6 separate regions of the Mus musculus genome follow, and all the other regions are linked to region 2. A link is a contact called in public ChIA-PET, HiChIP or PLAC-seq and promoter capture Hi-C data. All regions are on one chromosome and are shown on one strand. The core of a region is the stretch at or near the end of the contact, and the rest is flanking DNA. Distances in the headings are between cores, read along the strand shown.

The links. Promoter capture Hi-C pulls out the DNA fragments that hold promoters and counts their contacts. ChIA-PET counts read pairs in DNA pulled down with a chosen protein or histone mark. HiChIP or PLAC-seq counts read pairs in DNA pulled down with a chosen protein or histone mark.
Region 1: an RNA polymerase II ChIA-PET map of memory CD8 T cells shows a contact between it and region 2, with 14 read pairs. The contact joins the promoter of Spryd7 here to the enhancer-like site in region 2. A contact is called at or near these places in 5 of 39 promoter capture datasets (the C10 cell line, HPC-7-derived erythroid cells, embryonic stem cells and 2 more), 2 of 484 Hi-C or Micro-C datasets (CD4 T cells and bone marrow-derived macrophages), 3 of 115 datasets of contacts at active chromatin or transcription factors (acute myeloid leukemia, bone marrow-derived macrophages and memory CD8 T cells) and 2 of 9 other capture datasets (adipose tissue and liver).
Region 3: an H3K4me3 HiChIP or PLAC-seq map of bone marrow-derived macrophages shows a contact between it and region 2, with 5 times the contacts expected there. The contact joins two enhancer-like sites. A contact is called at or near these places in 5 of 484 Hi-C or Micro-C datasets (cerebral cortex, cortical neurons, embryonic stem cells and 1 more), 2 of 115 datasets of contacts at active chromatin or transcription factors (bone marrow-derived macrophages and neural progenitor cells) and 1 of 9 other capture datasets (embryonic stem cells).
Region 4: an RNA polymerase II ChIA-PET map of memory CD8 T cells shows a contact between it and region 2, with 12 read pairs. The contact joins the promoter of Rnaseh2b here to the enhancer-like site in region 2. A contact is called at or near these places in 1 of 484 Hi-C or Micro-C datasets (erythroblasts) and 4 of 115 datasets of contacts at active chromatin or transcription factors (large pre-B cells, memory CD8 T cells, pro-B cells and 1 more).
Region 5: a contact with region 2 is called in a promoter capture Hi-C map of macrophages, with 6 read pairs. The contact joins the promoter of Trim13 here to the enhancer-like site in region 2. A contact is called at or near these places in 6 of 39 promoter capture datasets (the 3T3-L1 cell line, hippocampal neurons, liver and 2 more), 1 of 484 Hi-C or Micro-C datasets (CD4 T cells), 2 of 115 datasets of contacts at active chromatin or transcription factors (embryonic stem cells and memory CD8 T cells) and 3 of 9 other capture datasets (adipose tissue, liver and macrophages).
Region 6: an H3K4me3 HiChIP or PLAC-seq map of pro-B cells shows a contact between it and region 2, with 5 times the contacts expected there. The contact joins two enhancer-like sites. A contact is called at or near these places in 3 of 39 promoter capture datasets (the C10 cell line and neutrophils), 8 of 484 Hi-C or Micro-C datasets (CD4 T cells, LSK cells, bone marrow-derived macrophages and 4 more) and 15 of 115 datasets of contacts at active chromatin or transcription factors (DN3 thymocytes, the SCID.adh cell line, bone marrow-derived macrophages and 10 more).

What each region holds. Positions count from the first base shown.
Region 1 is chr14:61,555,317-61,559,416 of GRCm38.p6, forward strand. Spryd7 (SPRY domain containing 7) reads right to left here and starts at 1,570. Exons shown (of 5, transcript NM_025697.4): 1 at 1,205-1,570. The coding sequence starts at 1,310. It also overlaps the pseudogene Gm4118.
Region 2 is chr14:61,969,438-61,973,284 of GRCm38.p6, forward strand. No RefSeq gene overlaps it. Among named protein-coding and RNA genes, the nearest start is that of Gm35307, 64 kb to the right of the region's middle. Within about 2 kb of position 1,829, at least 136 of the 459 cell types and tissues checked have an H3K27ac peak or open chromatin away from gene starts, as enhancers often do. A contact at or near this core is called in DN3 thymocytes, LSK cells, acute myeloid leukemia and 13 more, where this site is marked.
Region 3 is chr14:62,243,114-62,247,382 of GRCm38.p6, forward strand. No RefSeq gene overlaps it. Among named protein-coding and RNA genes, the nearest start is that of Dleu7, 48 kb to the right of the region's middle. Within about 2 kb of position 2,483, at least 35 of the 459 cell types and tissues checked have an H3K27ac peak or open chromatin away from gene starts, as enhancers often do. A contact at or near this core is called in bone marrow-derived macrophages, where this site is marked.
Region 4 is chr14:62,329,840-62,333,844 of GRCm38.p6, forward strand. It overlaps Rnaseh2b (ribonuclease H2, subunit B), which reads left to right and starts at 2,229. Exons shown (of 11, transcript NM_026001.3): 1 at 2,229-2,337. The coding sequence starts at 2,277. Gm41173 (a long non-coding RNA gene) reads right to left here and starts at 2,216. Exons shown (of 2, transcript XR_874686.3): 1 at 2,023-2,216; 2 at 1-489.
Region 5 is chr14:61,597,983-61,602,217 of GRCm38.p6, forward strand. It overlaps Trim13 (tripartite motif-containing 13), which reads left to right and starts at 1,530. Exons shown (of 3, transcript NM_023233.3): 1 at 1,530-1,588; 2 at 1,812-1,913.
Region 6 is chr14:61,646,764-61,651,018 of GRCm38.p6, forward strand. The region is part of intron 1 of Dleu2 (deleted in lymphocytic leukemia, 2); the gene reads right to left. Among named protein-coding and RNA genes, the nearest start is that of Mir15a, 17 kb to the left of the region's middle. Within about 2 kb of position 1,623, at least 436 of the 459 cell types and tissues checked have an H3K27ac peak or open chromatin away from gene starts, as enhancers often do. A contact at or near this core is called in DN3 thymocytes, LSK cells, bone marrow-derived macrophages and 8 more, where this site is marked.

The DNA.
Region 1 (4,100 bases), core at 320-2,819, 410 kb before region 2:
AGCACAGGAGAAAGGGAAACTGCAAAGATACAATGGGTCACTTAGTTCTTCCTAAAAGAAAAAGGCCAGGAATAAGGATTGTTCTACATAATAGACAGCACAGCATGGGCTCAAAAGTCACTACAGTCCTGCAGTCTTATCTCAGCCCTTAATACAGTATCTTATCACCTAAAAGTCATATTCATTGAGTGAATAAATTAAATAGAAATGTTTCCTGAGAGAAAGTACAAGATCTGAACATCCACTGTCTATAGTGATGGATAGGGGCTTAAAGGTATTTAGTACTGAAATTCTGTACTAGAGACTGTAAATTTGTGGTGGCACTGTACACCATAGTAAACGACGACTGCGTATAGTACTGCAATAGAAAATATAATGGGCAATGTTTCCAGACTTGTAGATTATCTGGGCAGAAAAGAGTTTTGTTGTAGATATTAAGAATGCTTGTGTTACTTAAATACAGTCTTTTAGACAATGAGGTATTTGGGGAAATCAAAAAATGCATTAGTTTATTGTAATAATACACAAAAAGACAGCACTCTAACTGAAATAATTATTCTGGGAAATCTGCCTGGATAATATTCCAGAAGCTTGGAAAGGGTCTAAGAACTGAAGTAATCCTATGTAGAAAAAGATGCTACAGGGGGGGGGGAATGTTGGATGAGAAATTATTATTAAATTAATTATAAAGCCATTGGGAACTGGAAAAAAATGGATGAGAAGGAGCACTGTTCTATTTTGCAATCGCTTGGCCCGATGGCGAGAGTCAGATAAAATTACAGCGTTCCCAACAGTGACTAAGGTGTCCAGCAATGGAGATTTTAGTGGAAGTGGCTTGTTACGACCTGAGGCTCTACTCCAGGCTTCTGCAACCGGCCCTGTTTGGGCTTCAGGAAGTGAGGGGAAAATTACTCCCCCAGAACAAGCTTCAGCCTATATTTGATAGTGCTGAAGACAGGACTCAGCAAACACTAGGTGACACTCGACACCCGGGCACTGATGGCGGGCGGGCGGGCGAGCGCCCCCGCTTCCTCACCTGGGAACACCTGACTCCTCTCTGAGAGATTCAGCCCTGGGAGGCTGGCACAGCCCATGCCCGATGACCGAGGCCAGAGAGGCCACAGGGGGCTGCGTGGTCACGTGGTCCCCGCCCCATTTCCCTCGGCCCTCGGTGGGCGGTTGGGTCCAGTCGGGAGGCCCTTACCCATGTGCTGCGTGTCCAACTGTACGGCCGGCATCTCCTTGAGAGGAATGTGGCCAGTCCCGCCGTCCCTGCAGCAGCGCAGGCAGCACCACGCCGACGCGGCCATGGCGTAGCTACACAGCCCCACCGCTCCGCCCGCGCCCGAGTGCTTCTGGGTCGCGGGAGCCTCGCAGCCCGCACAGCGACGCCAGGGCCGGGAGGCGAAGCGGAGACTGAGGCGAGGTCCCCCGGCGAAGGAGCGAGGACCGCCCGGAGGGGCGGGGCGGTGTCGGGAGGTGGGCGGGGCCAGCGGCCAGCCCAAGTCAAAGAGGGTGTGGCGGGTGGGCAGGGCGCTGTAGAGAGCCGAGCAGGGGCCCGGGCTTGACTGACTGAAAGAGGGCGGGGCCAGTGGCCTGACGCCTGGAAGAGGGCGGAGTTGGGGAAAAGGTCCGGGTTTCTGAAAGTGGGCGTGGCCAGTGGCCTGACTGACATGGGGTGGGCGTGGCGGCGTGCGCAGGCGTGCTGCGGCGTCCTCCCCTAGGCCCTGTGGCTGGCAGGTGAATGGTGGAGCTGAGAGTCGTCGGGATTCCCTGCGGCTGTGGTTGTTGCTGGTTTGACAGGGCCTTCTGTGCTGTTTATAGGGTCTGGAACTCCAGCCCTGACCGCCTCAGCCTCCGTAGTAGCTCCGTGCTGTGTCGGCGCGCTACTGGTAGCTGCCTGGGGCGGCTCCGCAGTGATTTTTAGGGATCGGCAGACCTCCTTTGGGCATGGAGCTAATAAAACGCCCGGGAGTTTTCCGTCGGAACTCTCCGGCTCTCCGCATCCTGCCACGCAGACTCCGAGGACCCGGTCTTTGGGTGTGCGGCGAGGCTCTTCGCATTTTCCATGCACCGGCGTTTATCATTGGGTTGATTGCTGCGTGGACCCAGGACTTGCAAGCAGTCACCCTTATGAGGGGACTACGGGAAGGGGTCGGGACAGGGCCGAAAGACGACTTTTTAAAAAGTCATTATTGTATATTCGTGCTCAGGACGTGCGTTCAGGCGCTCTCGTGCCACGGCAAGGTCTGAAGACAACTCTCAGAAATAGGTTTTCTTCCCCCTACCTTGGAGATCCGGGAATCGAACTCAGGTCTTCAGGCTTGCTTTCCGATCAGACAGTCTTACTCAGCTTTCTGGTGCACCAATGGTTCCTAGAAATGTGAAGGGAATGCCCTGAGAGAGGGTGAAGAGAAACTCAGCTCTTACGGGGGTCTGCTGCTTCCTATTACCATATCGAAGGAAGGCCCCAGTGGGGGTCACTTGTTATCTGTCTGTCGTTATCCCTCACACCCCATGGTGTCCCAACAGAATCTGGCTCAAACCTCTCTTCCAAGATAAGATTCCCACCCTGGAAGTTTTCTGGGTCTTCATCAAATCCTGGAAAACTGAACAAAAATTCCCAATTCTTTAGTAATGGTTTCCCATACATAACCTTTTAGTCACCTGAGTGTAAATATACTTTATTGAGATTTTTAGCCATAGGATGAGGGAAAAATTTCAGACTTTGGTTTCTTCTATTTATAAAAATATTTTTAGGGCTGGAGAGATGGCTCAGCAGTTAAGAGCACTGGCTATTCTTCCAGAGGTCCTGGGTTCAATGCCCAGCAACCACATGGCAGCTCACAACAACTGTCTGCAACTCCAGTTCCAGGGGATCTGACATCCTCAAACACCAATGCACATAAAATATAAACAAATACATAAATAAATATTATGATACTAAGGGAGATATCCAAGGCTTTTTTTTACTTTGAGACTTAGTTATTACAGAATTAATACCCAAAGTAATTGCTAAAATAATTTCAGACTATCCCCTCTCCCTCACTGCCTCTATATCTATTGAAGTACTCTTGATAATCCTCTCTTTCTCTCTCTCTCACTCTCTCTCTCTCTCACACACACACACACCACACGATAGACTTTTTGCAACATTTCAAGCTCAATACTGTCCCTACTTTATAGATGAAGAAATAGGTTAAATGACTGTGCAATTTCACAAAGGTAGAAAATATACAAAGTATGATACAAACCCCAGGGGTCCAACTCCAGCCCTTTATTTGCTTCACCACATCTTTTAGCATCTCAGATTTTAAAGTTTAAACTTAAAATTAAGGTTACAACCCTCTAAAAATATTCGGTTAAAAAATGCAAATTTGTGCTTCATTTTTTTTTGCATGTTTCATTAGTCTTCACATTAGCTAATCTGCTATAACATATGTAAATAAAATTTGTTTTATGTCCGACTTTCCAGGTAAAGATGGCAGAGCGCAGTTACAGCTTCTTGCTGACTACACTACATTCAGCCCATCTAGCAAGCTTGTCCAGATTGAATATGCTTTGGCTGCAGTAGCTGGAGGGGCCCCTTCAGTGGGAATTAAAGCTGCAAATGGCGTAGTATTAGCAACTGAGAAAAAAAGCAGAAATCCATCCTGTATGATGAAAGGAGTGTTCACAAGGTGGAGCCCATAACCAAACACATCGGTGTGGTGTATAGTGGCATGGGCCCCGATTACAGAGCACTTGTACACAGAGCCCGGAAACTTGCTCAGCAATACTACTTGTTTACCAAGATCCCATTCCCACAGCCCAGCTGGTACAGAGGGCAGCACCTGTGATGCAGGAGTACATGCAGGCAGGTGGTGTTCGTCCATTCAGTGTTTCTTTACTTATCTGTGGGTGGAATGAGAGACCACCGTCTTTATTTCAGTCAGACCCATCTTGCTTTGCCTGGAAGGCCACAGCAATGAGAAAGAACTATGTGAACTGGAAAACTGTCCTTGAGAAAAGATATGATGAAGACCTAGAACTGGAAGATGCCATTCATACAGCCATCTTAACCCTAAAGGAAAGCTTTGAAGGGCAAATGACAGAAGATA
Region 2 (3,847 bases), core at 579-3,078:
CCCTGGAAGGACATCGTTTATGCTAAGCATCTTTGTGAAGTTAGACTTAAGCTCCATCCATCAATGAAGACATGGGGGGGGGGAGAGAGGAGGGGCCCATCTTCTTTCAATTCCCATCCCCTGGGCCTGGCACAGAACACACTCATTAGGGTTTTGCTTGGTACATGGCGGTGTGAACTTGGGGTCTGGAGTCTCTGTAGATGGTGCAGATACCACAGAGGGGAAGGAGCAGAGCCAAGGGCCTCCCGGGAGCTGCCTGAGAATGTGGCCTGGCCCTAGTAGCTTCCCTTGCAGAGAGAAGGCTGTTTGGACTGGGTACCTATGAGCAGGTGGAGGCTTTCCCACTGTCCCCCATTTTCACATACTTATCACAGTAATCATTTATCAGTAAAGGAAATGACCCCCTGAGAGCTCAGACACGCATAGAGGATCTTACAGTACAAGCAACATGAACATACTTTTCTGGAAGAGAATGATCTAGTAACACCTCCCCCCCAACCCCCAACAGGAACACCTTATCCTGGTGCCAAAAGATGGTTGAGCAATGATTTATGAGGGACAGCATTTAAGGTACTTATTTGATTAAAAAAAATTAACACACACACACACCATAGACCATGACCTCAAGAATAATCAGCCCTGATAAAGGAAGGGTCCTGACAGCTATATGTTTTTTTTTTTGTTAAAGATTAAGAATTCAAGTCCATTTGTCTATCTCCATTCATATGCGATGTTACCAAGGGGAAAAGACTACCTTTGTGGGATTCTAATACTTGCTTCTAAGTAACTGAAGCCATGTCAGCACCAGAACCCAGACCCCAACTTCCCAAATGATTGGGATTGAAGGGGATGCCTTTTTTGGTAGGGATGAGATCTGGTATGCCCACTGCCTCCCTTAGGAGAACCTTTCTTGGTTGAGCCAGAATGTTCTGTTCTACAGGAGTGAGGCTAGGGGTAATCTTGGGTTGAGCAATGACTGTATTGTTTAGAGAAATGACCAAAGACTGACCTACATATGGGTAGGACTAAGTAAGCATACATAGTCAATGGACTCAGGAACCCACCCATCACTGCCCCAACACCACCCTCACCCCCGACCCCTGACCCCTGACTCCCTGGCTGCCAGGGTGCCGATATGACTTAGAAATCCATGTGTTTTATAGAAGGAGATAGCAGTAATACTTCTTTGGTCGTAGGAGAGCCCTGAGCTTGTTTCTTCAGCTCGCTTTACCCACAAAGTTGTTTGTGGACTAGAACAGACTGCTTTCTGTGGGTTCTTCTCAGCAGTGGAATCCTGCCCCCCACAGCTGCTTAATTGGGCTCAGTCAGACTTTCTGGGTTAGCCATTACCCAGGGCTGCCCTCCTTGGTTACTACTGCCTTGGTTTTAGACAATCATTTGCCAAAGTACTGCTGTGTGATTTTTTGCTTCCTGAATTCCAAGCAATTGTGTTGTATTTTTCCTTCTGTATTCTGGGAAACGGTAAACAATTAGACACCAATGGTTATGTTTAATAAAGCAAAGAATCTGTTCAGAAAAGAGTTGAGCCTACCAACTTCTCTACCGAGGGCCTGGGCTTGGGATTTCCTGCTCTCTTGTTAATGAGCCTTCATTTCTGGTGTCTCAAGAAGCTCTAGATAGAGACAATAAAATAGATACCAATAACCATGGCTCTAAAACATTATATTATGTGTTTTTTGAAGCACAATCTCTAGTATTGGAAGGAAGGGAGGCTGTGACAAAACAGAAGTGTGACGATGTGCTGACTGTCAGCAGGCTAGTTACTACAAAGCAGCATCCGGCCTGCACCAGCCCCATTAGAGCAACTGTCTGCTGTGGGTTTCCTTCACCCAGCATCCAGGAACATGCTGTGATAGTTCCTGGAGCTACTTCCTCTTTCTAAAGACTTTCAGTTAAAAGAGACTAAGTGGGCGTGTGTGTGTGTGTGTGTGTGTGTGTGTGTGTGTGTTGGTGTCATTGAAAGTTATACTGAGTTCTTTGCAAAGGCTCGTGGCGTTAACAGGCTGGAAATTGGATGCAGGGAGGGAAGGTTCTAGCTAAAGTGATTTCTTGCCACATCTGTTAGTGCTAGGGCTTTATTCCATAAAACAGGGATGTGAAAGTAAGGAAAGGACAGGACGTCAGAGTGTGCTGAGGTGGTGAGAGGAATGGTGTGGGCAACTGCATGGCACAGACAAATCAGAAAACCTGCTGACTTTGTGCCTTAGTTAACACTTCTGTTTTCTCTGTTGTCGCTACCAATTTCTGTGGTTAAAGACTCCATGTGGAGGATGGTGGCTCAGAGAATCAGAGCCCGGTTGAAGCGTTGGTTTCCACCTCTTTGGCCCCTTATGGCTAAGACTTTTTCCTGGATGTGATTTGCAAGGTTGAGGCTCATGAGAGGGCTTCCTTTGCTGTGGAAGGATTTGTGTGCAGCCACGGGCTTCACAGCCCTACAGTTATGCCATGTGCTTGAACGTCTTCTCTGAAAGTGAAACTTATTTAAAGGGAAAGCCATTTTCCACTAAAGTTGGAACAGCATGTAACCTGTGACTCTCGCTGTTGGTTGTGGGAACTGTGATGATATTATGTGCTTCTCGGCTGGTGCAGGAAGACATAAGCCTTCGGGATGGGAGCTTCCAGTTCTCCCCCATGGCTCTGTATGACTTTAATGACTTTAATTTCTTTAAATTTTTTTTCAAAAAGGAGTCTCTTATTGTATGACTTGCTAAAGCATAATTCAGATTATTATAGTAAATGCCTTAGCTGATCAGAAATGTCTCCCTTTGTATTATATTAAAAATGAGATTGTAGTTAAATTGCTTTATCCTAAAGGGTCTTTTTCTGGAAGTGAAACCTGTTCTCAGTTAGATCCTGTCTGCGGAGGGTGTGTCAATACTGTTGATGAAAACAAGCATTCTAGAAGATTTTTCCTTGTGTTGTAGTAGTTGGATTAATTTTTATTTTATTTTATTTTATTTTATTTTATTTTATTTTTTGGTGCAGTAATTGACTATGAATGGGGAAAAAAATCTCAGGGCCTTGCCTGTATAGGCAAGAACTTTACCATGGAGCCTATCTTTATGAAAGATTCAGAAATTAGCTTATGAGCCTCCTAAAAGAGATTTTTAAATGACTAAGAAAGTCTTGCAAAGTATGTAAGAGTCATGGGGGAACACACCTTCAGAGTGGACTGCAGTTTTAGATACATTTTATTTATTTTCTAGTAAATATGAATGAAGTTAAGAAAAAGAACATTATTTAGATAACTTGATTGCATATATGTGGAGACATGGCAGCAAAGAGTGAGACAATAGAAAAACCACTCAGTTCAAATCAAGACTCCAGGAGCCAGGCCAAATGAAAACGAAGTACCAAAGGGCCACAAGGGGTTAATAATGGAGCCACGCAGAGCTTAACGTTACTAATACAGCAGTGGGGAGTTAGACTGGGGCTTGGCACTGGTTGCTAATCTTTGAAAATGACCTATTTTTTTTTCTTTGATGATTACATCCATGTGTAGTATGGGCTATGACCATATTCCCCAGTGCCCTCTCTCTCCTCTCCCATTCTTGGCGGTTCCCAGCCATTCTCCCTCCTTCACCCATGACTTGAACCGTGAGCTCTGTGTTCCTGACTGCCACGGCTATGTAATATCCAGAAGGAACATCACACGTTCCTCTCCGTGTTCTGGCATTCACAGACTTCCTAACACCCCTTCTCTGATGTGCCCTGGGCCTTGGGACAGACATGATAGAGATGGTCTTGCTTAGGGATGAGCACCTGCAGCAGGCTCTTATTCTCAGCACTTAGGTCAGTTGTGAGACTCTGACCTGCCCTCTGCCAA
Region 3 (4,269 bases), core at 1,233-3,732, 270 kb after region 2:
CAAATGACCAGAGCTTATATGTTGGCACAAAACTAACCCGCACAGACCCCCTCAGAGAAGAGTTTGGAAGTCAAGAAAGGTATAGGCTTTTTAAAAAATAGGGAAAGAATGTTCTGTAAATATAATTTTTATAGTATCCAACAGATTACAAATTCCTGGGTTTATCTATATTAATGAGGAAAAAATAGCTGTAAAATTTCTAGGGCTAAAGCACTCAAACTAAGTCATGACTCCTCTAAGTCTGGGTATAGTAGTCAACATTAAGCAACGCGGTGATCCAAAAAAATTTCTCAAGGAGGTTCTTGGGTGACCTTTGCTCCCTGATGTCACTGCAAGATCCGAGTGTCAGTTTTTGCTTTCATTCCAAGTTTTAGATCCTTTTCTGCCAGTGTCTTAGCTATCTTAAGGATTGAATGGAGTGTTAGTGTGAACTGCTAAAAGACTAGTTGCTATTGGCTCAGAAAATGACATTAAAGTACTTCTGATTTTTTTTCCAGGATATTCAGGCCACTTAATAACTCTGCTGGAGTGGTTGAGCAAAGATATCAGAAACCTGTTATCTGCAACCCTAGTACTTGTGGGCCTATTACTGGGAGGGTTGCCAATCTCATCCACGAGACAGATTCTACCCAGGGATATATGATGTCTAGACTCTGCCTGTTCTCAATATGCCATTCTGCCCCTCCTCCCCAGTGCTTTCTTTTGTCCTCCCACCTCCACGCATATCAGACCACCCACACAAGGGATATCTCTCTGCTTAGAGCCATTGTTCACTCCTCCTTGGAAACCTAATTTCACCTTCCTGCTCCATTGTTATAGTTGGGATGTCCAGTGCCTCTCAAAGACCCATGTCTTTAGAGCATGGTGCTGGTGGGAGGGGAAGGTATACTAGAAGCTCTAGGAGATGCAGCTAGTTCAAGATCATGTACTTAAGGAAGATTGTAGAGCCCTGGTACTTGCTATCTTCTGTTCTCCTTTGCTTTTCCCTATAGTCCTGCTGTGATTTCTTGACTCTCTACAGGCCTAAATCCATGGTCATGGTGTCTTTTCACAGCAATAGAATATTGGCTAAGACATAGAACCTGGACAGGTGCCACGGTCCTCAACCCTGTCTGAGAATGTGGGCAGAAATATATTGTATGCAGTGATTCTAAAACTCCAAGCTGGCCTATGAAATATTCCCTCCCTCCCTTCCTCCCTCCTTCTCTCCTTCCCTCTCCCCCTCCTTATATGTGTATGTCTGAGTGTCAGTGTGTCTGTGTGGCTGCGGCTGTGTGTATGTCTGTGTGTGTCTCTATGTGTATGTGTGTTTAAGAGAGGTTGGGGATGGAGAGATCATTAAATAAATAAAATCAAGGCTGAGGAAGACCAGGGTGAAGACAAGGAAAGCTCTTCTAGTATTGACTAGAAGGAATCTCAGTATTATGTGGATGCTCTAAAGAGACTCCATTTATTACCTCCAATCTCTCCCAAAGCCAGAGCCTCACACTGTGTACACGTAGCATGCTCTTCTATTTCCTGAAATTAAAGTGACATTCCAGCACTTTCCAAGAGGCAAGAGGTGAAATTGTGATTGGGGAAGATGAAAGTGTCATCAAAGGGCGGATCCTGGGTTTCCGGTGTGGCAGTGAAGATGATAAAGGATGCTAGCTGAAGACTCTACTGAGGACCCCTACTTGCTCCCATTTTGGTTTTTTTTGGGGGGGGGAGGCTTACTGAGAGTGGAAGTGGGAGCAGGTTCTCCTGGGCACATTTCCCCTGGCATGTGGGGCAGTCACCCTAACATCAGGGTCATCTTTTCAACTCTCAGCCAAGTGCAGGTTTCAGAGCTGCCGGGAAGGCTGCAGTGACACGAACCTCGGTTTTCCTTTCTATATCTGTAAATAAACTGCTTCCGTTTCAGAGAACATATATCTGGAGCCTGCTTCCCAACACACAGAGCCCCATCACAGCACGACAGTGGCATCTGATAGCTTGTCTGTTGTTCACATGAAATGCTGCCTACGAAGTGTCTGGTGTCCTCCACCATAATGTGGAGTGTGTGGGGTGTGCATGAGCACCCAGGTTCTCAGGTTGGAACTGAGCAGATACACAAACAAGCATCTACTACTTACTCTTGAAAGTGCACAATTATAGTGCTTTTGGACCGGGCTGAATAACAAACAGACTAAACAAGACAGACTACACATATGAACTCCTGGACTATGAGCACCAAAATGAACCTCTGAATGATTTTATCCTAATTCCACACGGCAGCTAACCAACCCCAGAGAAGTAAACTGCCCACTGTGAGTGTTTTAAAATATAGTTAAAGGGCACATAAGGAAATGGAAACATCTCAGCACAGAATAGCAAGTATTTCCGCAAATCTTGGTGTCCCAAAGATGTCTACTTTATATCCCTGTTTATGTATCTGTCAGCATTAATATTGCTTTTGTTTCAAAACCAAAAGAGACAAGATCTGAAGGGGGAAGTTGGAGCTGCGTGGGAGAGAAGTTTGTTTTTCCCCTTCCAACCTTCTTAGAGTCTGTCTGCGACACAGTGTATGTAGACTTTGAGGTGTCATCTTACACCCACAGGGATCTCATGTGAAACTCAAGGATGTTCCCAGATTCCCAGGCCCCCTGATGTTTTTTCTTGTAATCTTTGAAGACTGGCCATGGAGTCTGACTATCATCCATGTTCAAGGACAGCCCTGAGAAACCTTTGTCCCCTCTCACACACTAACAAAAGAGGAAGCACGCTGGGGACATTCAAAACTACAGGGAGTGCAGACAGCCAAGCTCTGGCGGGGGAGGCTCAGGGAGGAGGTGGAGTCTCACTGGGTGTGAGAGGAAAAGGACTCTGTCCACTACTCAGCCCAACCTTTTCTACCCTCATCAACCAGCTTTACAGATGCCCCAGGAAAGCCAAAGATGCTCTACAGGTTTCCCACCTTCCTGAGGAAGGTAGAACAGCCATAGGACGCTGTTGTACTCATCTGAAAAACAGTGTCTCCCCATCAAGGTACGAGGGGGGAAAAAGAAAAAAGAATAGTTAGAAAGGTATTCATCGACGTGAGTAAATGTACTTGAGCTATGTCCCCAGGAAAGCAAAAAGGCAAGGAAGGGACAGGGCTACTATGATCCCACCTGAATGAGATGACTCAGGACAGTGGAAGATGGAGTTGGGGCCGGGTGAGGACACAGAGGAAGAAGGCAGTTTATCCTGGTGCTGGGACTTCAGTGCTCAAGTTTACATGGCATGGACTCCAATGACCCCCCACCCCCACCCCGATGCAGACACCTGACTGGAGAAGAGGTTCCAGTGAGAGGAAGAAGCAAGCTTGACCTTGAACTTGGGCTGCCACCATGTTTGCTCTCAGCCAATCATGTATCTTACAAGGAAAGGGAAGGGCTGCATGGACCCCACCCCTGTTCTCTCAGCCAGTCCACCTATGCTTCTCGGAAGACAGCGGTAGAGATAATACGGCAGAGACAAACCAAGATTTCACACGAAAAGAGCGTACACGCCACCGTAGGAGCATGACAAGGCCTGGCTTTGGTTAATATGAAACCGCCCTTCAGAGTGTTGAAACATTAAGACAGCCCATCTTGGAGTTCTAGCTGACAACGGTGTTACAAGTATGTTGTGTTCCTATTAGCTTATCAATAAGCAGTTAGTGCTCCTTAAGTATCTCTCTAGTTGTCTGGAGTCTTAACTCACACTGAGATTGCTTTTAAAGCTCTCTGCAGAACTGAGGTTCAGTACAAAGACTGGAAATGGAAGGGTAGTATGATTACTGTCAGTCACAGCTACTTACTCATTTAACAAACACTGGAGCTAAAATATAGCTGTGGGTTGGCAAGATGGCTCAGCATATAACTACTTGCTACCAAGCCTGAGGACCTGAGTTCTATCCCCAGAAATCACATGGTGGAAGGAGAGAACTAATTCCTATGTGTTGTCCTCTGGCCTCCACACACATAAGCCATAACACACATACTTACATGTAAACATACTTAATAGATAAATGAATTAATTAGTAATAATAAAATATGGGCCAGAGCTAGTTCAGTGGCATGCGTAACCCAGCAGTTTAAAGCACCCCATGCTGAGTCTAACATAGCGAATGCATAGTATTACATAGCTAATGATGACACCATTGGCTGCTATTCACCAGCAGCCACACTCCCTTCTTCTCCATAGGCTAGTTACCAATTCCAGGTTATCTACTCCAGTGGGTGTGGCCTATGATGGCCCTTCCATTTGGCTTGGGACTTCGTTCTG
Region 4 (4,005 bases), core at 979-3,478, 360 kb after region 2:
CCACAGCACATTGTGGGGGTCAAAGGGCAACTTTCAGGAGTCAGATCATTTCTGCTCCATCATTTGGGTGGTTATTGAACTCAGAGGAACCTCAAAGTAATAAAATTGATGCTATGATGTATTAATAATAAACTGGCTTAGGAAACACCAAGGTACACAGAGTAGAATTTAGCTAAAGGAACTCTGCCTCGTGCCTGGGAGAGAAGTGCCCTAACGAGGCTTGTGAGGAACTGTGGAAGAAAACTCTGTACCACAGTAGACGTTTAGGATTACTGAGAACGTTTCTGCTAATTCTTGGTCACCAAGACTGATTTCCAGTTAAGCTCTAGTCCCATAACAAGGCTTACAACTAGCCATTAGGCATATCCCCATATCAAGAACATGCCTCCGAGGGGTGGCTCAAGGGAGTAGCACAGGGTCACAACCATCATTAAGTCCTGGTCTGTCCTCAAGTTCTCTGTGCTCTCAACAGGAAACGTGTAATTCTGCCTGGTGGACAAGAACAAAAGGAACACTAGTGTACTTAAATAGTTCAGGCAATATCTTTGCTGAGTAAATCTCCCATTTGCCCAAGCAAGGGACCAGACCTGCCGTCTCTTGTGTCTGTTTAAACTTTCCAAAGTGTAACCTGGGGCTGGAGCCTGAAAGATTTATGTGAAATGCATAAGCCTAAAATGTAAGCTAACAACATCTTCTCTATAAGGCCTCCTCCCTGAGCATTAGACACACACACACACACACACACACACACACTATCATTAAAAACCATTTCCATTATTAATCCCTCAGTGTGCAGTGATTTCTCTGTGGCTGGGCATGGGAATCCTGTTAATCCTCTGTGTACTGAACCACCTTGATGGTCCAATTGAGTCAAAATTCTTAATTCTCAGCCAGCATGAAACGCAAAGCCAGTCCTAGGGGGACCCCTTTCCCTCCAGAGTCCTCTTCTGTCTTTGTATCCTGACTCATCTTCCTGACTCTTATCCACAGCCAGGGGAGACTAGCACAGGAATAGAGCTGTACTGGGTAAAGCAGTTCTCACTGTGGCCAAGTGCTGGGACAGTTGCTGCACAAATGACACTGATCTTGCTTTTGTCTGAGAGAATCACGAAATGTCCCTGCGTGGCCTTATTTTTTCGTGGTCTTACAATGGTCTGGTCAGAGGTGGGTATTATATATATATTTTTTTTAATTAGGTATTTTCTTCATTTACATTTCAAGTGCTATCCCAAAAGTCCCCCATACCACCCCCCCCTACCCACTCACTCCCACTTCTTGGCCCTGGTGTTCCCCTGTACTGAGGCATATAAAGTTTACAAGACCAAGGGGCCTCTCTTCCCAATGATGGCCGACTAGGCCATCTTCTGCTACATATGCAGCTAGAGACATGAGCTCTGGGGGTACTGGTTAGTTCATATTGTTGTTCAGAGGTGGGTATTTTTAAGGGCTTCATGCCTCAGGAGGGAATCTCAGCCTATGTTTTAAGATCCAGACCAACTTCTGGTTGCTCTATGTAATTTCTCAAAAGCTTTGACCACCTTTATAACTCAGACCTCCACATTTATGTTGCCTGTGTCTCACATTGCTCCCTCTACAAAAACAAAATACAAAGTGCCACTAGACTGGATAACAAAAGACATAAAGTGCATAGTCTGCCTAGAAAGAACACTTCAGAACAAGCTTCCTGATCGGCAGCTGGCCCTTTGAGAGAATCCCCTCTCCACCTCCCTAGTCAGGGCTTAATTGTTTTCTCTATAGCCCCGAGGTGAGCCCTAGGCAACAAGACACCACTTTTGCTCACAACCATTCTAGCACTTGGGAGGTTCCTGATCCAGTATTCAAAGCCAGCCAGGGCGGCATACTTTGAAGGTCAGTCCCCGCTGGGTGGTGGACCTTGTGTCAAAACCAAACCACACCCAAACTAAGTCTCGTTAATACTCTAAAGATTTATCCTAAATAACAAATTCGTATGTTGAACTCCAAATTATAAGCATAATTTGGGTTGTATCTTTAAAAAATTACCTTAACTATCAAATTGGCCCACAGCCAATTTGAAGGCTGCTCGCCCGCATTAGGAACCTCAATGTATGAAATACACGCACGAGCAGCGCCCGTAGAATGAGAGTGAGAAAAACGAGGAGCTCCACACCCTCCACTGACAGCAGGGCCCGCGCAGATTTCAAAAAAGGAAGCCGAGCGGGCGGGCCCGGAAATGGAGGCAGGCTGGTGGCCCCGGTTGGCGGGCCCCTCGGCGCCACTTCCGGCAGGGCGCGACCATGGCCGGAGGTCGGGACCGCGGGGACTTGGCGGCCAGGCAGCTAGTGTTCCTACTTCCAGGTAAACGCGGGAGGCGCGTGGGCCTAGGTCGCTGGTGGCGGCAGCGGCAGCGCGGGTTTTTTTTTTTTCCCAGGCCAGCACCGGTCCGCAAGGTCCTAGCGAGCGCGGACCCGGATTCGGTGCCCCGCGCTTTGCTAAGCATCCTGGTCACGTGTCACAACACGCGGGAAAACTCCAAACCCGGAAGCGACGGCAGCGTTTGCGCGGATTCCCTGGGGCGGGTCCAGCCACTCGGCCTGCGGCGGGCAGCGGGGGTCCCGGGACTCTGCTGTCCCCTGGGAGTTACTGGATCTCTGTAGCTCAGCGTCTAGAATCTTACCAGCTCCAAACCAGAGGTCGCAGTAGTCCCATGCTGAGCCGCTCTGCTGCTCTGGAAAGGCAAGGGTGGCCAGGCATAAGGGAGCCTGGATGGGGTTTATGTGAGCGTGGTTTGAAACAATTCCAGGACATGGTGACAGTCAAAAATCCCAGAACCAGGCCACTCAGTGTCCCTGTAGATGATGACCAGCTATCAGGGCATGTGGTGGCATGCGACAGCCATTGCCATATGAGGAGGGCAAGTGAAATAAATTTGGGTTAGGGAATGCAAGCCAGAAACACTCTGTCATTTTACAATGATACATTTGATGTTAGAATACGCGTGAAGAAGGAAACTTCCCAGTCACTTTAATTTTGAGTTTTAGTTTAGCAAATGCAGAGCATTTTTACAGCAAATATATTTCACCAGGGTATAGATATCCAGTGATGATAATTTTTATAATCTTTATGTAACGACCTGACACTTACTTTGGATACACAGCTTCTCTCCTGTGTAAAAAGTTAAACACATTCAAGTGTATGGATTTTGGGTTTGCAGCTCACTCAACTGAACCCTGTATGCTGCTGACCAAGAAGAGTAGCTTTCCAGCTAGCAGCTCATACACCCGTCTTCTAGAGAACCCCAGGCTTTCTGTCATCAAATTAGTTTTGCCTGCTTGGACCCCTGTGACTTTTGTATCTGTCTTCCTTCCCTCCGTACCACGTCTGCCAGATCCATCCATGGCTGTTCCATGGGTTTTGTTGGCTGGTTCTTAAAAATTGCTTCTGGTTTGCTGTATGCATATCAATGCTACTACTCTCCGGAGGATGGATGGCATTAGGTGTTCCTCCTGGTTTGCACCTAGTAGGAGTTACACCTCTGGCAGCATTCTTTTGAGGCTGTTGGTGGACATTGGCATTCATTTCTTCGGAGTGTCTGTATCCTGGAGTGGAAGCTGCTTTTGGGTGCTTGTTGGGTTAGCTTTAGTTCTGCAGAATGGTTTTCTGAAGTGGTTGATACGGCTTCGTCCTGACTCCAGCTGCCTATGATGAGTCCAGTTAAGCCGTAACCTCACTGATAGTGCTTGGTAAAGCAGCTAGTGAGAATTCCTGGTGTTGGTGAGCCATCAGAAGGCTAGCTGAACACCTTAGTTTAGCTGGGAGAGGGGAGAGCCTCCTTTCACCCTTCTGTTACATCAGTATATTTGATTTTTGTAGTAGGATCCCTAATCATTCTTTTTGCAATCAAACATGTTAATACTATATAGTAGTTTGCAATAATTTGAGGGGTTTTGTTTTGTTTTGTTGGCTGTTTCACTGACATTAATTTCCTTCTTAAAGTGTGTCATAATCGTACCAAGCACAAAACTG
Region 5 (4,235 bases), core at 280-2,779, 370 kb before region 2:
CTCAGAAAACCTTAGGTAAGAATGCTGAGGCAAATTGCTTGGGAGAAGTCTTGTGGTCTTTTCTCTGACCTGAGGCTATGTCGGTTGGGTGGCCCTGAGCCACTGTAAAGGTGAAGTGGTTTGGCTCCTACTGACTTGTCTTGGAGCCCTCCCCCCTCCCCCCATCTTGGTGGTGAAGTGGTTCAGCCTGCCAAGGGTGTGGGGGAGGAGCTAGAGGCTTCTTTTTATAGCCATTGGATGGAGGCCCCCACTCCTTTGTTTTTTGGCCTTTATGGAAGGAGCTTCAGTTAAGAGATAGAGATCATCCTTTGCGTTTGGGCTAACAGTGGAGTACAGGCAGGACTCGGGCAAAACGGAAATCTAGGTAAGAGCGCTAAGGGGCCCTGCTGGGTTTGGAGGAACTCAAGAGAAAGGTGGATTAGCTCCGTAGAATGACACAAGTTTCTAAAGAGCTGGAAGTTTAGTTGTAGGATCAGGCTTATAAATAATATATATTTTGTATATAGTTTAGAAAATGAAGCTACCTCCCCGATCTAGCAGGTTTTTACCCCAGTTTACGCTTCACGTGTCAAGTGGTATACATAAACGGTTACACGTGCCGTTGGAATTTGAGGAAACCCTCCACAGCTTCGTCTTGGTTTTCCACCTTGTAGAAAACCTGTTCATTTAGAGGATAAGGCTCTTGGTTCCACTGTAACGTTCTCGTGAGGACTAAGTTAGAAATGACAGGGATTGGTCTTAGGAATGGTGTAGCCGGGACCACAGGCAATGGGCGGAAGGGGGCAAGAGGGGCTTTTCCATGACTTGGAACCGCGCTTTCCCCAAATTTGCTCTCCTAAAGGCCCAGGCCTTCCCAAGCGGGAGTAGACGTGCTCCTCCAGCACACATCACCCTGCATTTACCGGCTTTCAAGTTTGGATAGGAACCATCTTTTTCATCCTCTGTAACCACGGTCTCCGCATAGGAGGTGGAAATCAGGGCGAGATATTTTATTTTATTTTATCTTATTTTATTTTGGTTTTTCTTTATTTTTTATTTTATTTTTATTGATTGATTGATTGATTGAGATATTTTAAAACCAGTTAAAAGTTCCTGCCTCTGAGGGGAACCGTAGTAGTGCCTTTCTTTTCTTTTCTTTTCTTTTCTTTTCTTTTCTTTTTTTTTTTTCGAGACAGGGTTTCTCTGTATAGCCCTGGCTGTCCTGGAACTCACTTTGTAGACCAGGCTGGCCTCGAACTCAGAAATCCGCCTGCCTCTGACTCCCGAGTGCTGGGAAGTAGTGCCTTTCTATAAAGTTGGGTCAATGGTTTTCTACCCAGAGATCGCCGAGCCCGCTGGGTCCTGAAAAGTAGGCAAAGTGGTGTGAAGGGTTGGGCTGTGTTTTTGTTTTTGTTGTTCTTGAAAAATGCAAGTAACAACAACAACAAAAATACAGCAATCCAAACTCGGCGCGTGGGCGTCACCAGAGCACTTATCCAGAGGCTGGGCGACCTAGGTGGTGCGCAGGCGCGGGACAGCGGGAAGCAGAGGGCGTGGTCGCCGTGTCCATTTTGCACCGGCGCAGCCCGGCCCCAGTTGGCTGGTGGAGGTGAGCAGTGTGCTCCGAGTAGGGACCGGGGGCCGGGAGTCGCTGGCCCCGCTGCCGCGGCCGGGGGACACCTGCGTGGGCGGTGACGGGCGGCACGGCCTGGCGGCAGCGGTGCTACTGTCGCGGTCGGGAAGGTCAGCGCGCCGCTGGGGAGGCCCCCTGGCTAGGAGGGGGCCAAGAATGCAGATCTGTGCCTGTGACACTCTTTCTCCTTTCTCTACAGTGTTCTCCAGTTTTACCGTCAAAACGTGAGGGAAAACGAACTGGCTCTCTCCACAGAAAATATAGTAAGCTTGCCAAAAGCATATACTTGCCTGGAACAAAGGTAAACCGTATTATTTTTCTTTATGTTCTGGTATTTATGAAGGGGAAAAATACCCGATTTTATTAGTCCTAGGACCATTCCAGATGGAAATAAAAAGAATAAGTATATCTTCACCACCTCCTTTAATAATAGGGCCTTTGTTCTTTTCATATTTCAAAACTCATGGATTCAAAAATCCATGCTTGCCATTCATTTTTTTGGTAATTACTATATATAATTTAAAAAAAGTATGCTCTAAAGGAAACAAATCCAGCAACATTTCTTCTGTGTGGTTTGTCTTAGTTGTCCAGCTACTGGGGCTGTAGAGCAGGGCTTTAGATTCCTGCAGCTTTCTAGACATTTGTATGAGGAGTGCTTTTAAAACAGAATGTCAATATATAGGCATTCTTTGTGCTAGGACTCAATGGGGCTATTAATCAATTATGCCCCCCCCCCCTTTTTTTTTGCTTTAAATTACACCTTGGAGTATGCTATCACAGTCTACCCGGGAACTACACCTCTGCCCTATTTAATGCTAAGCATCAGTTTCACACAGCCTAATATCACCTGAAAACAATCTGAACTGAGTAATTGTTTTTCAGATTGGTCTGTGGATATGTCTTCATTTACACTGGGCACACTGTGGGCAGCTCTATCTTTAGGCTGATGAACCAGCTAAGCAGGAGCCCATTATGGACAGGCAGCCATCCACATTCTTGATGGTGTCTGCTGGTTGGGAGTGGGTTCCATGGTGGAAGGCATTGTTGTGGGGAATAGAGAGCAGTTTGTTTTGCCTTGAGTTCCTGCTCTGACTTACCTCAGTGATGGACTGATTGTAACCTGCAAGTGTCAGTTGATTTTGGTCAGTGTTTTGCACTGAAAGTAACAGGTCCAGGCCCAGAAGACCCATGTCTTCAGCCTTCCTTCCCAACTGTTCTTTCCATCCATGTATTTTCTGGTAGGTCTGGAAGTTGCTCACTCTGGGCAAGCGCTTTCAGTGAGCTGCAACCTCAGCCCTGCTCTGTGAAAGGGTCTCTGACCCACCGCAGTTCATGCTTCTGTGTTTCTGGTACCCTAGTTGTATTTATTTTCAAGTAATATGAAGATAGTATTGTAAAGATCCTCATTTTGTAAAAGATAAAACATATTTGTGAAAACTATAAGAGATTTTTAGAAATCTATGGAGTAAACTTTGTTTTGGGAATCTATCCCAGTGCCTTTAGCATGCTAAGTATACCTCTGCCATTAGCATATTCTCGGCTCCTAACATAGGAAAATCATCTTTTTTCCCCCTTTTTGTGACAGTTTCCTAGTTAGACCAGGCTGGCCTTGAACTAACGTATCTGCCTTCCTCTGCATTCAGAGTGCTGGGTTTGGCTTAAGGTGTCTGCCACTACGCCTGGGTTAGAATACTAAATTTTTGACTTACTTTCTGGAGAGTTTTGAATCCTAGAACTTTGCAAATTCAAGGTCTGTGCTTTGGTGGTAGAAGGGCAAGGAGAGTCAGGCCCCATGTTTTTCCTCCGGAAGTTGGGGGCTTGGTTAGCTACTTTGGGTTTAAGCCCAGAACTTACGTTTTATTCCTACCCCTTTGTTCTCAAGATAAGTGACGCATGCTTCTAGTAACTGATTTAAGTTGGTTTACGTTTTAAGTCCAGGCGGAAACAGTAAGAATGAGACCTGTTCAGTGTTTGCTAAGGTGAGGAAATACGTGGAGAGACGGAGTGTTTTAGAAACCAGGATATGTTTGTACAAACTTGTGTGTGTGTGGGTCGAGACTGGTATACACACCCCAACACTCCCACACGCCATTTTTACTTTTTTTTTTTTTTTTAAGGCAGGGTGGCTATGTAGACCAAGTTCAGGTTATCAGTCTTCCTCCCAAGTGCTGGGATTAAAGCCATGTGCCACCATGTGCAGCTATACACACTCTGTTTAGAAGAACACTTGACAATCTTTTTCAAGTTGGGTGTCAGTGGTACACGCTTTTCATCCCAGCACTTGGGATCCAGAGGCAGGTTGATCTTTGAGTTCGAGGCCAGCCTGGGCCACAAAGTGAGTTCCAGCACAGCCAGGGCTACACAGAAAAACCCTGTCTCAAGAAAACAAACAAGAAAGCATAGCTGAGTCAGCAAGCGATCCCACTGCAAACAAGGAAAGGTGGAGAAGACTGAGGAAAGACACGAGTTCTGGCCTCGGCCTTGTGCAAGCAGTGTACGTGCATTGCACACACATGCCACAGAGAGAATAAGTGTGCCTGGGCATGTGCACTGCTCAGTGGTATGCTCTGCTCATCGTGGGCACTGCTGGACCTAATCCCTGTCTCCAGCCACAGATGGTTGT
Region 6 (4,255 bases), core at 373-2,872, 320 kb before region 2:
TTAAATCCACTGCAATGGCCCAGTTAGAAAACATTTAAAAACAGATTTGCAAAGTTCTAAGAGTACATTCAATTTTTACAAAAAAAAAAATGTAGAACAGATTAAGTTTAAAGTTCACTTTCATCAAAATGAAAGAAACAATTTTCCCTTAATATGTATCCAATAAATACATGAAGACTGAGACGGAAAAATTTTATCAAAGGAAAAACCAAACACCTTAGATCCTTCGGAGAAGTTTTCAACTAATGAAGAACAGAAATGTCTTATAACTCCAACAGCAGAAATACAGTTTTCTGAAAACAGCCTCTTTAGTTTTACATTTAAATATATATATTTCAGAACCATCTGAAAGGCTTTTACGGAAGAAACAACTCTATTATGTACTAACTTAAAAAAAAAACTCCGATTTTACATTTTGTATTTATTTGAATAGTTCTCTGTCTAAACACAGTTTTTCGTAGGTCAAGAATTATCAGCTCTGGGATCAACATTCAAACCCCCCAGTCCCGCTTCCTTCCAGCCAATCAGTGGGTAAGAAGCCCGGCGTTTGGGAGCTCCGTTAGACTCAATTTGAAAAACATCACATTGCGCTCCTACTCTTCTGGAAGGGATCTAAATGAGGGCGGGTCCCCCAGTTTTCACAGACACACACCAAATCCAGGGTTCTGATAAAATTCCAGAGGGAGAAAGCTCTGTAGGGGGCCTGCTCTGACTAGCAAGTCACCGAGGGTCTCCTGAAGCCTGAGTCCTCGGCGAATAACCGAGAAGCTGCAGCAAAAGCATCCGCAGAGGATCACTAAGGCAGGTCCGTGCGACCCTCCCGCAGAACGTCCCATGAGCTAAGGGTTAATCTAGGGGTGCTGAGGGAGGAAAGCGACACAAGAGTTTAACGTGGACTCTTCACAAAGACTAGTACCTAGCGAGCATTACCTAAAGTCAAAGCTGTCACTGGCTCATTCAAGAGCTGTCGACTCTGGGTTGACAAAAAGCCAACAGCCAACGAAGAAAAAAAAGAAAGAAAGAAAGAAAGAAAGAAACCCCCCCCCCAAAGGAAAGACAACTCCGCTTTCTTCCGCCTCAGCGTCAGGAGTACCCAAGGAAAGTTGAGGACTGCAAAATGACCGTTAAATCGTAGGTGCAAAGGCTTGTCGGCAGGAGACACCAAGTTTCACGCTACTTTTCCTTGAGACGCTGCGATTCAAGGACCGGAGAAGGAAAAAGTCTTCTAAGAGCCCGACGCCAGGAAATCGCAAGCTCGCAGCCCCGTCCTTCCCTTCACCCCGACACCCCTCCCCCTCGAGCGAGAGAGGGGACCGCCGGGAGAGCAACGACAAAATGACCCAGCTGGATGCGGCCATCCATCCATCCGCCGCGCCCGGGGTCGGGATCCGGCCCGGGACCGGCCCGGCCGGCGTCGTTTCTTCCCCGCACTCCGCAGCGCACCTCGGGGGCCGCGGGCAGCCGTCTCTCCCGCGACCCAAGTTTCCCGGCAGGAGACGGCCTGCGCCCGGACCGCCGTGCACACCGGGGAGGGCGGGCGGGCGCCTGTCGCGGGCGACCCTGCCGCGCCGGCCTAGCTCCCCGGCCGCTCGCGCTGACAGGTCGGGCGGCGGCCGCTCGGCCGTGTCCCGCTCAAACCGCGCCTCCCCTCCCCCAGCTCCGCGCTCCCGCCACCCGAGCGCGGCCGGACGCCGCCCATCCGAGGACACCCAACTTACAGCAACCGGATCCCCTGGGGGAGCTTCTGCCGCGAAAGTGAGGGCAGACCCCGAGTCCGGTCCCTGCTCCCCTCACGGTCCTCCGGTCCCATCGCTGCCACCTCTCGAGACCCGCTTCGCTACTTGAGGCTCTTACCGACTGCGCCGCATCTGGCGAAGCCCCACCGACTGCCCTCTGCTCTAAGTTAATTTTTTTGATGATTTTTGGGGGATTTTCCGGCGTGATCCTAGCGTCGCGCTAGGCTCGGACAGGTTATCCCTTCCCTCCCGCTAGATTGATGAGATCAGGCATCACTCGAAAATGGCGCCGAAAGCGCTGAGACTCCTCATTCAAATTCGTTAGAGCCAACCCCGCCGCCCCGGGGCATGCCGGGAACGCGGGCCGGCTCCACAGCTGTCCCTGCCTCCCCCCACCCACCCCCGCGCGACCCTGCTGCGCATGCGGAAACTTCTACCTCCCTCTCCCCCGGCACATGCGCAGGATCGTCGTGGCGCAAGGCTCTCTACTTCCTCGGTTCCAGTCCCCGCTGTGTCTTGCGCTCCTGTGTGTGCCTGCGTGGCCCCTGTGCGGCAGTGGAGGTGGTCAGCTTTCGGACACTACTCCGGTGACACACTAGTGATGAAACAAATCAGGGACTATCTTAAGAGTTTCGTAAAAACAAGACAAAAACCGCTTTTAACTAAACTCCAAGCCACCGAGTGCGCCTTCGAGCCCTGGGTGGCCGCTCAGGAACTTAAAACCGCGTATCGCTGTCGTGCTCTCGCCCTCCGCCAGCGCCTCCCAGATCTGTCACACCTAAGCCTAGAACCATCTCACGAGGTAGGAATTTTACGGTTCAATCACACGACCAGCGGGCGGCTGTCACACCCCGACGTTTCCCTCCACCCCAGACCTCGAGGTGTGCGACCAGCCCACCATGCACAAGCCTTTGGATTCTGAACTGGAGACGGAGCTTTCGGTTCTGGATTGGAGCCGAAGATGTACAATCTTTTGGACGTCACTAGGGTACTTTTCCAAAAGAAAAAAAAAATAGTGCTAGAGTAAATTATGGACTCACCAGATAGGTTTCCCGTTGTATGAAGCCCCGAAAAAGTTGTAAGAGCCACTGGGTACTGATAATGTGGTACGCATTGTTATCAAACGCTTTGTGGATCAGGTGTCTCACTGCCCACAACACCTCTATGAAGTAGGTATTATTTTTGTTTTATGGCTATTGAAACCTGATGTTCCGATTATAAATTCTGCCGTCTTGCAGCTGGTGAGAGCAAGCTAGGTAAACCGCCTTTAAAAATGACTCTATAACAGGACAAAAAAAATGAAGTTAATATTTTAATTTTTCTTACAAAAGCATCTTTTGATCCTTTGCTTGCAAGACATTGTCCCTTCCACTAGGCTAATTAAGATGAAGTTTTTAAAAAGAAAAACTGCCATTGCTCCTAGATGACTATAGGGCTGTGTTTGGTTATGTTTCACTTGATTCTCATGGATTTTTAAAAAATGACTGTGAGTGTTTTGTTTACATGTGTGTATGTGCATCTTATATGTGCCTTCAAACATCAAGAGAGGAGGGATTTCCTGGAACTATGCTAAAACTAAGCCTGGGTCCTTGGCAAAATCAACAAGTGCTCTCAACTGCTGAGCTATCTCTCCAGCCTTATCAAATGTTGCTTTTCAAAACAGAACCCAACAGTTTAAAAATCAGGGATATTACTATGTTTGCTCTAGTTTTTATTATAAAAACAACTTGTGATGAATTGTAACTTTAAAAAATATCTTCTTTATGGCTTTGAGGCTGGCCTAGAACTCAATTTTGTAGCCCAGGCTCAGGCTGATAATCCTGCTTCAGTCTCTTGAGTGCTGGGATTACAGGTTTGTGCCACCACACCCTGCAGAATTGTAACTTTTGAACATAAAAAAAAGATACATCTTGTTATTATGTCCGTTAAAGCCATGGATATGAAACTTAAGCACCAAAGAGGAAGTGCACTGGAGAAGGCGTCCATGGTTTGCATCAGTGAGGTACAACTGGAAAAGAAGAGACTTTAGCAACCAAGATCAAGACTGACATGGCTGAATAGTGTTCGGCCATCTACGTTTGCTCCGACTAAAACTTATATGGCCATCTCATTTAGAATATTTAAGTCCCATATAGTTAAGATTCGTTTAAAATCTTAACAAACCACAAATCCTCATTGAGTCATTAAAATGGGAGAAAACAAACTCAAGTAACAAAGCTCTGTGCGTCAACAGAAAGCCACTGGGGAAAATGATCTTTCCACCACAAGAGGGTGCACATTCCCGAGTTACATTTCAAAGGGAAAAAAAAAAGATTTTTCTATCAGATCATCACACTCAGGATTTAAAAGCTTGGAAGAATGTCCAATCTGAATTTTATAACTCCAAAACATGTCACACCTTATGAGACTAACGAATCCCACTCTTTAGATAGTAATTAGTATTTGGATATCAGGGTGTACATTCCCATCTGTATTCTAGAAAGGCGTTATCATCTCTGTCTGCCCACTTCCACCCACTC